Linked DNA regions of Drosophila melanogaster: region 1 is linked to region 2. A link is a contact called in public HiChIP or PLAC-seq data. All regions are on one chromosome and are shown on one strand. Each heading gives the region's core, a stretch centred on a gene start, on an enhancer-like site or on the middle of the called end of the contact. The rest is flanking DNA. Distances are from core to core; before and after follow the strand shown. Region 1 holds the start of Neb-cGP (Neb-cGP,). Region 2 holds the start of flw (flapwing).

Region 1 (3,303 bases), core at 208-2,707, 75 kb before region 2:
ACGATTACGATAACGATAGCGACGACGTTTAGGCCGGAAACGGAACGAAGAGGAAGTGTAGACGATGGTGGAGAGAATAGGAGAAGAGAAGTGAAGAGTACTTGGCATATAAATGCATACAAATATATGTAAACCATTTTTACATTCAATTCATTCAAATTAATTTTTAGTAATACTGAATTTTCGATAAACCGGGCCAGCAAACGCTACGCCCACCGCCCCGCCCCCCTCAAAAAAGTCCCTACCCACGAAAATGAGGAAATTTAAAGCAAGTTTGAAATGAAATAAAAACTTTAAATAAAATATTAAAAACAGAAAACCAAAAAGGAAATGGAACCCGAAGTTTGGTAGATGTGTTGCTAGACTAATGAAAACCACTGCTTACTCCATTCGTCGATTTTAGTTTGGGATAGATGGAACAGGTGGTTTCATGGAAGGTGTTCATAGATGTCTTTCGATTTTCAATTTCTTCTTTTGCTGTAGCTTGCGCCGCAATCATTGGATCATTACGTTCAACTTTGTTATGGATTCAAAAAACTAGAGCTTCCATTTTCGGGGCATAAGAACTGCACAGAAGTAGACAGCATACATGGAATTAGATATCTGGTAATATTGTGAGAAGTGGAACATACGTTCTGAATGAACTGAAGGTTATTATGGAACATCATCTTACTGCTAGGCTGAACCTCAATTAACAAGTGATATCCGCACTGGACGCAAGCTAATCTCTCTCTCTTCTAGAACCACTTATTATTACTTTTAGCCCGGTTGCGTATGCATTGCCGTGAGTACCTTGCAGCCCATAGATCGGTGTGGTTAGGGTATCCACCGCAGTGATGCCCACAAATCATGTGGCAGTCGCAGGATCGTTACATAATGCACTTCGTGGGTACAGTGTGTTACATTCTCAGCTTATTTATTCCTTCAAGGTCTTGCACTACACATAAAATAAACTGATCCGCAGTCCAGCGATGGCCCCGGATCCAAGACATCGATTGTGGCGGATGAGTTGTAGCCGCGTTGGAGCAGTTGCATCCCTCTACTTCTTCTTGGGCTTCAGCACCTGGTAGGCGATCAGCAGGCCCATCACGGCGTACGTGGCCTTGGCCACCTGGACAAGGACGGGATAAATGGATGGCATAACAATCGGATTAGCATTACCACGGGCACGACGTTCTGGAATTTCATCTACTCACATTTGCACGGCCGCTCATGGTGGTGCCATTGAAGATTTTCGACAGGCCGGTCAGTTTCTCGCCTTCGCCAGCCATTTCTGTGAATTGAAGGTGATGCGTTTCAAGTGGAACTTAGTGAATGGCTGAAGCGGTAACTTGGGCTACTCACTTAAAGGTTTATTTGCACGGAATTCGAGCTGCTAGTTGCCTGTAAAAAATATTTGCGAGCAGAGGTTATACAACTGAGTCTATCGAGGTCTATCGGTCTTCGATAACAGAAGGGTATGCCAGTCGTTGCTCATCGATACTATCGAGCTGGGCGAACAGTGTTGAAAGTGCCTGACCTGCCAACTGGCTGCAAATAAATTTCAGCTGACCATCATTGTCGGTGTGTTAGTCAACACTAATGAACACAATTTGGCGGGACAATTTGAAATATTGAATAATATTAATAAATATTAAATAAACAATATATATATATTTCCTAAATCATACAGTAACTAAAATTTATATTTATTTCCATATCATAACTTGTAACAATATATTCACATAACATATAATACCAAAAATATACTTTAATATTATAAACTAAATAGACTTAATCCTGGACGGCAAAACAAACTTTACTTTGGTCCACAAGCCATCGGACGGCAAATTGTCGAGTCCTTATCAAAAGTCAACGACAGCATTACGAATTGCGAATCTAATTAAGGAGCCAAAAATAGACGCGCCACAACTATTGCTCGTGTCGCTCAAATCTGCACAGACTCATTAAAATTATAATGCACTTCCTGGGAACTAAAGGCTGCCATTTGATTGTCAGGACAAGCGAGTGAAAGGGCCGGCATTAAATAGAATGCGGCGAAAGGCAGAAAAAATCGTGTAATTAGAGCCATAAATGCACTTCAAGTCCACCCAGGTCCACACCCATTTAACCCGCAAACCAATGCACAAAGGAAGCATATTAAATGAAAGTAGTGCCAAATCCTCCGACTCAACAATTAGTGAAAAATCAAAAAAAAAAAATATATATATATATACAGTCCGACCATACTAAACTCGATTCTATGACAAGTTGAACTTGTTGGTATTAAGACAATATTTTAAATAATAAAAAGTTCTACTTTGCTTGTACCTAATCAAAAAAACGCCCATTACATTGAAATATTCTAAAAAAATTCTAAAAAAAGATTGCCAGAGTATCCAAAGATAAGTAAGGAATTAAACAATTATTATTCTTTATGTTCTGAGCTTGACTGCATTTTTGACATGACATTAACTTCCACGCCCCCTCTGTGGAAAGTATAAGAACCCAACGACTGTACAGTCCGCCAGTTAAAGATGAGCGACAAGGTGAAGGGAAAAAAGCAGGAGGAAAAGGATCAATCCTTGCGGGTGCAAATTCTCGTTTATCGCTGCATGGGCATCGATTTGTGGAGCCCCACGATGGCGAATGACCGCCCGTGGCTGACCTTTGTCACAATGGGACCACTTTTCCTGTTTATGGTGCCCATGTTCCTGGCCGCCCACGAGTACATCACCCAGGTGAGCCTGCTCTCCGACACCCTGGGCTCCACCTTCGCCAGCATGCTCACCCTGGTCAAATTCCTGCTCTTCTGCTATCATCGCAAGGAGTTCGTCGGCCTGATCTACCACATCAGGGCCATTCTGGCTAAAGGTAAGTTTCTACTAATTAAAAAAAAATTTATATAACATAAAAATATATTTTATAATTTGCAGAAATCGAAGTGTGGCCTGATGCGCGGGAAATCATCGAGGTGGAGAACCAAAGTGACCAAATGCTCAGTCTTACGTACACTCGCTGTTTTGGACTGGCTGGAATCTTTGCGGCCCTGAAGCCCTTTGTGGGCATCATACTCTCCTCGATTCGCGGCGACGAGATTCACCTGGAGCTGCCCCACAACGGCGTTTACCCGTACGATCTCCAGGTGGTCATGTTTTATGTGCCCACCTATCTGTGGAATGTGATGGCCAGCTATAGTGCTGTAAGTTTCCTAACATACATAAAAAAAAACCAAAAAAAAAGGTGCTTATTACCATTGTAATTTTTCGAATTTAAGGTAACCATGGCACTCTGCGTGGACTCGCTGCTCTTCTTTTTCACCTA
Region 2 (3,041 bases), core at 344-2,843:
AAACGAGACAAGCACTAAGCGGCTTAAGCAACCCTCGCAGATGTTGGGTTTTCACCAGGGCAAAGGCATATCGCATTCGAAACCTAGAAGAGGTTGCAAAAATGTAAACTATTTAGCGCTTTTACGCTTTGCAGGAAGGTTGCATGATGACGACGATGACACAGCCCCCACCACCCATTCTAAGCCACATACAGTGGATATCGGCTATAGCGGTCGATACCCAGTAAAAATTATATTGATATTGATCGCTGGATAAAAATATCTTCTTGGGGGCTAGGAAATATAGGATATATCGGTCGTAGATTTCTCAACCGTCTTTAGCGATAGTTGCGTGACACGAACAGCGATCCCACTCCAACGGGCAGTGGGGTTACTTGCGACAAAGCTCCTTATCGAGTAACTCATGTGATTCCGTTCCATTCCTTCGTCGGCGATTTCATAGCTACACATTCTGTTTGAATCACGCCCGTGTTTATCAGCTCGATGACGTCATTGCCAATATAGGCGAAACAAGAAAAAACACAGCTAATAAACCAAAAATCATTTGGGAGACATTAGCGCAGGACAGAGATGGCGTGCTTAACAGCGCGATCACTGTTAGTATTATGTAAACGCTAATGAGCGTAGCGTAGATGCTGTCGCTGTTGTTGTTGTTGTTTTTATGGTTTTTGCTGTTTTTCAAGAGGAGCAATGAAAATCAATTAAAACTAATTGATTCAAGAGTCAAATTCAAACGGTTGCAGCGGCAGCAGCGGTGGCGGCGGCGGCGGTAGAGAGAGGGGCTGTCGCAACAACAAAAAGAAAACCTACTACCATTTAAGCGAACAATGTGCAATAATTAGAAAATGCAATCGCACACACACACACACGCAGATAAACTGTGTAATAAATTAAAATGGGGACAGTGGCGTGGGAGGGGCGTAGAGGGTTTGGGGGGGAGGTTTTGGGAAAGTAGGATTGAAAGAGGGGGAAATTTCGCATCTACTTACTCTCCAGCAGCCGCTGTATCAAGCTGTCCACATTCAGATCGAAGTCGCCCATTTTTCAGCAGCTAAATTGTTCTTCTATTGGCCGCGTTTTGTTGTTGTGGCCAGCTGTTCCAGAATTCCGATTGGAATTTTTGGCGCAACAACTACACGCACGCACACACAAGCACACACACACGCACAGCGACGCCCGTTAGCTTATAAACTTGTATTGTATGCTATTGTAAACAATAAACTTTGTTTAATTCAAATAGTCGTTATATTCTTTTCTCTTTTTTGGTCGTTTTCTTACTTGCCGCAAAAGGCAATTTCACTTTATGCTCTCTTTTTTTCTTATTGAGATTTTGTACGGTGGGCCGCTGATGTTCACTGATGTTGCACGAGGGGCAAGAACAGAAAAAAAAATATATAGACGCACGGCTGATCGACTTTCGGGATCGCAAATCGATCAAGGAATATATAAAATATATATATCTATATAGATGTGTTAGATCTCTGCAGGGGGAGAGGAGCTGAGAAATCGGCTTAACTGAGAATTTATAAACCAGCGTAATCTTTTCTCCGCCAATAACAAAACTCGTCGGACAGCTAGCTGAGTATGACCGTTTGCCGGAAGGCTGAAAAAGTTTTTGGTGGCGGCGGCTTTACAGTTCGACTTTATCGATAGTCCGATGGGCAACGAAGCCAGCCAGTGCTCAGCAACGCGGGAGTTAACTGTCAAAGTCCTTTTTCGCACTTCAACGCTCGTGCCTTCAAACTTCTTACTGTGAACTCAAATCTCGACCGAACAAGTTGTGTGCTCCCTATGATTTCGTTATTAACTGATATTAACTACACACACATTTCTCTAATCCTTGCACACACATAGCTAAATCGAAATGGCTCTTTCGACCATCTGTCCGTTCCTCGTCGCCAACAAGAAAAACTCGAAGCACGCGGCTTTGCTATTTTTGATCTCAAGTGGATTGATGATTTTTAATATGGGCGACTTTATCGACGACTTGATGATCATACGGCTAGATTAAGATCAATTGTTCGAAATTGAAGTCAAAATAGTCATTGCCGGGAACGAAACCTTTATTTTTATTTGTTTTTGAAAGATGCAGATAAGCCTAAGAACTTGCGGAAGAAGTAACCATCTAATTGCAATCGTATCGAATTACTATTACTAAGCTGAGTTCACATGTTCCACATCATTTACAACTTTGAGTAATTATACCCTGACTAGTAATTTTATGTATAAAAAAATGTCAAGTGCAGGCTGCAATTTAAAATTCGCGCTGAAATAAGAGTAATTTTCCGGAAAAACTATTTACATATAATACATATAAATGCTTCGATATATATAGTACATAAAACCTATCGAGTGCCTCGGCATCCAGGCAAACAGCTGTTTCTGCCTCGATAGACCCCGGCAAAATGCATCTAATATCGATAGGCGATAGGTCGCGCACTTAAGAAATTGAATTTACCTAAAGTAAACACCAAACGAATCATAAAGCTGGGCCGCGCAATGAACGGAATGAACTATTTTCCGAACTATTACTCCATCGAGGACATATTCGTGACCCAGGAGAAGGTGGAATGTCGGGTGAACACCAAGCTGCAGCGGATGGGTAAGTGATTGGCTTGGACGGACACGCACATTCTGGCCAGTAATCCGACAATATTGAGTTGCTTGCAGGATTCCTGGACTCCGGCGCGGAATCGGATGACCTGGAGCCCGGCAGGACGGTCAATCTGCCGTTGTGGTACATCAAGGAGCTGAAGGTAAACAATGCCTACTTCACCGTCGCCGTGCCAGATATCTATCGCAATGTGCATAAGGCCGTCTGCGAGGCGGAGACCACGCACATCGAGCTGGGACGCCTGCACCCGTACTTCTACGAGTTCGGTCGCTATCTGACGCCCTACGATCGCAACCATGTCATCGGCCGCATCATCTTCGAAACGCTGCGCCAGAGGGTACGTCATCTCCTGGACATCTCGAAGAGCGACGGACAGGCAGCCAAGGCGGAGCATCGACTGGATAACATCGAGGCCAAGCTGCACGAG

Evidence for each region. HiChIP or PLAC-seq counts read pairs in DNA pulled down with a chosen protein or histone mark.
Region 1: an H3K27ac HiChIP or PLAC-seq map of the Kc167 cell line shows a contact between it and region 2, with 7 times the contacts expected there. The contact joins the promoter of Neb-cGP here to the promoter of flw in region 2. A contact is called at or near these places in 48 of 107 Hi-C or Micro-C datasets (the D17-c3 cell line, the Kc167 cell line, the ML-DmBG3-c2 cell line and 16 more) and 4 of 6 datasets of contacts at active chromatin or transcription factors (the Kc167 cell line and the S2 cell line).

Annotation. Positions count from the first base shown.
Region 1 is chrX:10,458,890-10,462,192 of dm6, reverse strand. It overlaps Neb-cGP (Neb-cGP,), which reads right to left and starts at 1,457. Exons shown (of 3, transcript NM_001272479.1): 1 at 1,345-1,457; 2 at 1,197-1,273; 3 at 315-1,111. The coding sequence starts at 1,271. The coding sequence ends at 1,040. Or9a (Odorant receptor 9a) reads left to right here and starts at 2,517. Exons shown (of 4, transcript NM_078552.3): 1 at 2,517-2,853; 2 at 2,916-3,181; 3 at 3,257-3,303. The coding sequence starts at 2,517. It overlaps nocte (no circadian temperature entrainment), which reads left to right. Exons shown (of 6, transcript NM_001272480.1): 6 at 1-328.
Region 2 is chrX:10,384,512-10,387,552 of dm6, reverse strand. flw (flapwing) reads right to left here and starts at 1,593. Exons shown (of 5, transcript NM_001272478.1): 1 at 990-1,593. The coding sequence starts at 1,041. It overlaps Psf3 (Partner of Sld Five 3), which reads left to right and starts at 1,692. Exons shown (of 3, transcript NM_001298154.1): 1 at 1,692-2,602; 2 at 2,671-3,041. The coding sequence starts at 2,500.